Regions from separate parts of the Mus musculus genome. Here region 1 is linked to region 2. Evidence: chromatin contacts called from public Hi-C data. All regions are on one chromosome and are shown on one strand. The core of a region is the stretch at or near the end of the contact, and the rest is flanking DNA. Distances in the headings are between cores, read along the strand shown.

Region 1 (3,334 bases), core at 112-2,611, 69 kb before region 2:
AAAGCTTGTTTAGGGCTCTCTGCTGCTTTCAGACCACCGGACAAGTAAGTTCAAGGTGCCTGGGGGGCCTGAGCAAGAACACAAAGATATATATGCAGTTAAGTTGGCACAGATTTTGCATTCAATAGATTTGATAGGATACTTGCTTTAAATCCACGTTTCTGATAATTCTTCCTTTCCAAAGTTAGAGTTGTTTTATTTGTTTAATGTTGGACTTACTCAGGCTTAGGAGAGAGCTGCTTAGCTCCTTCTCTCAGCTGTCATACTGAGATATGGACCAGGGGAGTGATGGCTCTGACTGTGGTCAGGAAGGCTGCCTGCTGTTGCCGGGGGTTAGTTAGTAAAGTCAGCAGTTCTTACAGCCCACCTTTCTCCTCTAGTGGAAGACAAGCCACTCTGGTTGTTGGTCTGGGAACAGTGTTTTAATAACTTAAAGTTTAAAAAATATTTCTCTCTCTCTCTCTCTCTCTCTCTCTCTCTGTGTGTGTGTGTGTGTGTGTGAGAGAGAGAGAGAGAGAGAGAGAGAGAGACACTGTAGACACTGTGTCCAGTCTGCCATCAGGGTAGCCCGGGCTGGACTGGAGGGAAGGAAGCTTAGCCAGGCGAGAGTGAGTGCAATGCACACACCCAGGAAGAGCTTCAGAGAACTAGTTTGTTTATTGGAGGGGTGATAAGCCAGGTATCTGTGCCCCTGGGGAGGTGGCCAGGATCTCTAGGGGCGAGGATTGTGTGGCTGTGTGCCGTTGGCCAGGGCAGAGGTGTTAGAAGATATTTCTTCTACATAATCAGGGGGGCGTAGGGTACGGTGGGTGGGGTGGGGTGGGGGTTGGGATCTTATAAGGTCAAACAAGGAGTGAAGCCTGGTAATTTACTGTCAGGGTAGTAAATTCTTACTAGGGTTGATCTGAGGGGGCTGCCTTTGTAGAACCAGGTTGGGAGGTGGGGAGGGAGGCAACTCCTGCCATCCTCAAGTTTGAGGTATTTGGGGTTGAAGCTCTGTTGACCCTTCCTCTGGAATCCTTGGCCATTATGGTCCCACATGGGTGTGTTCTGTTGTGTGTGTGATGTGTGTTAGTGTGTGTGCTGTGTGTCAGTGTGTATGTTTGTGTTATGTGTGATGTGTGTGTGATGTTGTATATATGTGGTTTGAGTGTATATGTGTGTACATACATATGTGTGGGTGTCCCTGGAGACCAGGAGAGGGTGTTAGATCTCCTGGAGCTGGAGTTATAAGAGGTTGAGAGCCACTGCCATGGGCGCTGGGAACCAAACTCCAGAGCTTTGCAAGAGCAGCAAGTGCTCTTCCCTGCTGACCTCTCTCCTGCCCTGGTGGATCTCTTCTGAGTGACAGCCGTGGTTACCGTGGTTACCGTGGGCTTGTTCACTTCCTCTCAGCAAAGCCGGCAGTCCAGCCACATCTCTGCTCTTTTCTGTTTGGGGATTTTCCTTCATCTTTCTGTTTGTTGACACAGGGTCTCACTGTGCAGCCCTGAGCAGCCTGGAATGAAGTTGTGCACCCCCACAGCCAGCTCTGAGGCTGTTCTTCACCAAACCTGAGGAGCATAGACATAGTACATCCCAAACATCTGAAAACTGTGGGCCCTAAAATCCCTTTTTAGATGTGGAAACAGTATAATCTCAAGCTGAGGCCAAGATAGGAGAGAAGGGGAGTAAAGTTATTTAAACACAGCAATGTTCTCGGGCAGGAGAGGTGGCTCAGCAGGTGAAGGTATTTACCACCAAGCCTGATGACCAGAGTTTAATTCCCTGGTGAAAGAAAAGAACTGACTCCCAAAAGCTGTCTTTAACTTCCACATGCTTGCACACACACACCAAATAAATGTTAAAAGAAATATTCTTTAGATGACAATAGATAGTTTATAGGTAGGTAGGTAGGTAGGTAGATAGATAGATAAAAGGTAGGTAGGAAGGTAGATAGATGGTTTATAGATAGTTTACGGATAGACAGATAATAGACAATAGATGGAGAGAGAGAGGAGAGAGGAGAGAGAGAGAGATATTAAGCTGAACAAGGTCCCATTCCTTTGGGCAGCAGTGAGAGCAGCAGGCATCCATGGTGTGAGCTTGTGACAGCCAAGGGGGAGACTGTAGGAGGCAGACAGGGTTCTTCTATACCTTAGACACACACAAGTGTCACACACCTAAGTGTCACACACCTGTAGGAGGCAGACAGGGATTCTCTATCCCTTACACACACAAGTGTCACACACCAGGCCAGGCACCTCCTGCACATTATCTCATTTAGTTTTCCTAATTAAAGATTATTATATGGTAAAGAATCTAAGACTCAGAGAAGTTGTGTAGATTGCCTCAGGCCACACAGTCGACGAGTGGCAGAACCAGAAAAGCCTGAAGTCACTCCTGTGTGTGGTGCTGTGTTCTTGACACGCTGGTCTCCATTGACAAACTGGTCAGCCCCAGTTAAGGCTTTGCCTTTCAGAGGCTTTTCCTGTCCATATAGAACAGCGTGGTTTCTGAGCCCGATAACTCTTTAGTTGTTGGAGGTGGGGCTCAGTTTTTAAACCTAGAGTGACTTTCCTCCTTTCATTAGTTTTAAATCCAGATTATTTTAATTAGTACATTTCAGGGTCCTGACAGTCAGACAGGTTTATTTACCTGCCTGAGACTGAGAAGCTGGTTGCAGCTTCAGCTGTGAGGGGCAGAGCTGTGAGGTCTAGGGAGGCAGCTGTACAGAGCCTAGCCATTGGCTGCTCTGCATGCGGGCTCCGCAGTGCTTCAGCCTGCAGCTCCCGAAGCCTTTGTGGCATCAAAAGGCCACTTTGATTCATCCTCAGCACAGGGTTAACCAGTGACCTTAGCCTCAACAGGCCAGAACCCCAGTCCTGGCTGCTTTTCTGTGACTGTGGATGCCGGCAAGATAAGTCACTGTGAGTTTTCTTCAGTCCTTGGGTTGTCAGCAGCAGAGTTGCTGCTATAGAACACGAGATGAGCCCCAGCAGCATCCTCTGGGACACAGCAACAGTGATGGCCTCTCCACCTCATCTGCCTTGGGGCCTGTCTGGTGCTTGGCACACAGCCTTCGCTCCTGGCAACGCCTAGTCTTCTGGCACACCCTCTTCCTCTGGAGCAAGCCCTTTCCTAGCCTTCCCTCAACCCCCTCCCATAATTCTGTCTTCTTCCATGGAACTGTTCTGTCTTAAGTCTTTCTGCTCTCTGGAATGCTCTCTGAGCCCTCCCTGAGTGGTGTGCATTTGCCCCTGGGCATGGTCACCAGCGATGGCTGGCCAGGGCCTGAGTCTCCTTTGCAACTATGCTCTTCTTGATTCCCAGTGACTTGCCTACTGCCACCGTG
Region 2 (3,435 bases), core at 502-3,001:
CTCATCCTCAACAGCCATCTTCTGTTTTATATCTTGGCCATTCTGAATGGGATTAGATGAAATCCCAAAGTAGTTGTAATTTCTATTTCCCCGATGGCGAAGGATGTAGTACTGCTTTGTTCTCAGCTATCTGTGCCTCATCTTTCTTTGCTTAGCTCTGTACTCCATTTAACTGGGTTATTTTCTGGATGGTCAGTATTTTTAGTCTTTATGTATTTTAGATATTAACCTTCTATCAGACTGGCAATCGGTAAAGATGTTTTCCAGTTCTTTAGCTGTCACTCTGCCCCAGTGATAGAGTCCTTTGAGTCCCTGAGCTTCCCAGCTAATGGACTTCCATTTATTCATCACTGGTCTTTGGGCCAATGCTACCAGTGTCCTGTCCAGAAAATCCTTCTTGTGCCAATGAGTTTAAATCTATTCTTACTTTCACTTCTCAGATTTGGGAAACTGCTCTTATGCTGAGGCCCCTGACTCCTCTGTAGTTGAGTTTTGTACAGTATGGGTCTATTGTACAGTACAGAATGGGTCTACTGAATTTTTCTACATGTATCCATCGCTTGACCAGCACCAACACTTGCTGAAGATACCGTCTTTTCTCCAGTGTCTACTTTTGACTTTTTGTTCAAACGAGGTGTCCACAAGTAGGTGTGTGTGTGTGTGATATCTGGGTCTTCAATTTGATTCCACTGATAACGTGTCTGTTTGTAGGCCACAACCATGCCACTTTTATTATTACGGCTCTGTATTACAACTTGGTATCTGGGATGATCATATGTCTGGCAGTTCTTTTATTATTCAGGATTATTTTAACCATCCTAAGCTTTTGTGTTTCCATATGCAGTTGAAGATTGTTTTGTTCAATTTCTACTTAGAACTGTGTTGGTATTTTGATGGGAATTGTATTGAATCTAAAGATTGCCTTTTGTAAAACGGGCATTTTCATACTATTAATCCAAAAGAATAGGTGGTCTTTCCATCTTCTGGTGTCTTCAATTTCTTTTCTTCACTCTCAACATTTTTATTGTATAAGTCTTTCACTTGTTTGGTTAGAGTTATCCCAAGATACACATATTTTTTTAAGCTATTATAAAAGACACTGTTTCCTGACTTCCACTATGTCTGTCATTTGTATATAAGAAGACGGCTGACTTCTGTGGGCTAAGTTTATATCCTACTACTTTACAGGTTAAATATGTCTTATCATTCTCTGAATGTCCTCAGTGTCTGTTGTAATCCTCCCCTCTATGTGTAATTTTATTAATTTAGATCTTCTCTTCTGTCCTTTGATTAATTTGGCTAAGTGCCTGCTAGTCTGCTTCCTAAGCACATGTAAGAAAGCACTAATCCAGGATTGACTATTTCTGACTAGCAAAGTGGCAGAGCCAGTTTCCCTGAACCTTACTAGCTCTGTGTTGAAGAGATGTGCTCAATTTAGAGAACAAAGGAATATAACAGAGGACAGTGTCCTGAGAGAGTGGCACAAGACTGAGGCTTGTGACATACTCTAGTTTTACCTTGTCAGCTAGAGGATTATCACATTAGACTGCACTTTTATGTACCACTGGGAAAGCTAAAAGCAGAATAAGAAATGGTAAGCATCCAAGGCAGGCAAGACAGAGAAGCCTTGGGCTAGTGAGATGGCTCAGCGCCGAAGATCCTGAGTTCAAATCCCAGCAACCACATGGTGCCTCACAACCATCTGTAATGTGATTTGGTGCCCTCTTCTGGAATGCCTGAAAACAGCTACAGTGTACTTACATATAATAATAAATAAAAATAAATCTAAAAAAAGAGAGAGCAGCTTTTGGTGGGAGTCTTCAAGTATGTTAACTGCTCACGCCACAAACAACCTGTTTGTCTTTACTGTTACGGACAGAATACATAACACAGATGACTTTCCTAGTAAGAACCATTAGAAGAGCTTGGTAACACTCGCGGAAAGCATCAAAGAGCTCCCAGGAAAATGAGGAAGTGAGTGGTCAAGCTCTGGGGGGAACCTAGAGCAGTGAGGCTGACACTGAAGCTGCTTCTCAGAGGCTCTGTCAGAAACAGAGAACAAGGGCAGAAACCAGCTCATGGCCCGATAAGAAGACAAAGATGGTGGCTAAGGAAATGGCTCAGTGGGCAACACACTCAAGGGTGCCCAAGTTCAGGTCACTAGACCCATTTAAAAAGCTGGGCACAGGGGTGCCTGTCTATAAACCTAGCTTAGAGGAACAGACATCTCCCAAAGGAATTGCTACTCGGCTGCTCCAGCTCAAACAGTGAGCTCCAGGTTCAGTGAGAGACTACCTCAAAAGTGAGGTGAAGAACAATTGAGGAAGACATCTAATACTAAGCTCTGTCCTCCACATACATCCACAGAATCAAGCGCATCCACACACGTACACTCACTCTCTCACTCACAAACCAAACAAAACCAGACTGAGGGAAAATATACACTGTTTACAGAAGACACACATTCCATGTAAGAAGCTACAAAGGCTGCATGGAAGGCTCAGTAAAGACACATCATGTAGACATTAGCCAAAAGAAACACTGTGCAACGGCGTTAGTATCCGACACAAATGATCTCCAACAGAAAGCATCAGTAGAGAGCAACATGTATTGCTACTTCCTGGGACATGTTGATCTCTAGTGATGCTTTTTGTTGGAGATCATTTGTGTCTGATATTAATACAGTTGCACACAGACTAAATACATGTAATCTTTTAAATTAAAGGTAAAAGAAATCCTCATGTATCTGGAAATAAAAAGATAATCTTTCAAGAACACCCAAAGGAGCGCTGGCAAGCAGGTAAGGGCACTTGCGGCTAAGCTTGACGGCCCGAGTGTGCTCTTCAGGACCTCGCCTTTCATAAACATAAATGTACTTACCCAGGGAGCTAGAGGCACTGACTCCCCTAAAGCCAGGCAATCAAACATGGGATCTTTGCAGGAGCAAGTGCTCCCACCGCGAGCTATCTCTGTAGCTCCTCATTCTGTTTAAATATAAACATAACCCTCCTTTCCAGAGTTGTGGCCGAGTGTAACTCCTGTAAATTCAAGTCACAAATTTGAAATTATACCCAAAACATTCTAAGAACACACAACTACCTGTATGAAAACATTGCATCTGTTGGTGAGGTCTTCAGCAAATGTATCCATCCTCTGCTCTTTAGATAACATAGACTCCATCTTCATCATCCATGAGCTCACAAAGACGTAGTAAGACTGCACATCTCTAGCAAAGGAACACAAAAATATATGTCCACGTCTCATATGACAAGAGTAAAATACCCCTTCCAGCAGTAATTGTATGCTCAAGCCTTCAAAAGGAATCCTATATGCACACATAAGTTACTGAACTTATAACTATGCAGTGAGTACCTATGCAAGACAGACATTAATTCTAGCTGAGAGCACAGCAGATGAAAACTCCTGGCACCACAA

What was found. Hi-C and Micro-C count contacts between places; a contact is called where the count stands out from the background.
Region 1: a contact with region 2 is called in a Hi-C map of bone marrow-derived macrophages, with 2.4 times the contacts expected there. The contact joins two enhancer-like sites. A contact is called at or near these places in 1 of 39 promoter capture datasets (the 3T3-L1 cell line), 1 of 484 Hi-C or Micro-C datasets (bone marrow-derived macrophages), 5 of 115 datasets of contacts at active chromatin or transcription factors (bone marrow-derived macrophages, embryonic stem cells, extraembryonic endoderm stem cells and 1 more) and 4 of 9 other capture datasets (adipose tissue, embryonic stem cells, liver and 1 more).

The regions. Positions count from the first base shown.
Region 1 is chr10:83,632,723-83,636,056 of GRCm38.p6, reverse strand. All of the region lies in intron 2 of Appl2 (adaptor protein, phosphotyrosine interaction, PH domain and leucine zipper containing 2), which reads left to right. Among named protein-coding and RNA genes, the nearest start is that of Appl2, 14 kb to the left of the region's middle. Within about 2 kb of position 1,361, at least 51 of the 459 cell types and tissues checked have an H3K27ac peak or open chromatin away from gene starts, as enhancers often do. A contact at or near this core is called in bone marrow-derived macrophages, where this site is marked.
Region 2 is chr10:83,564,202-83,567,636 of GRCm38.p6, reverse strand. Washc4 (WASH complex subunit 4) reads right to left here. Exons shown (of 33, transcript NM_001033375.2): 14 at 3,100-3,226. Among named protein-coding and RNA genes, the nearest start is that of Washc4, 22 kb to the right of the region's middle. Within about 2 kb of position 1,751, at least 17 of the 459 cell types and tissues checked have an H3K27ac peak or open chromatin away from gene starts, as enhancers often do. A contact at or near this core is called in bone marrow-derived macrophages, where this site is marked.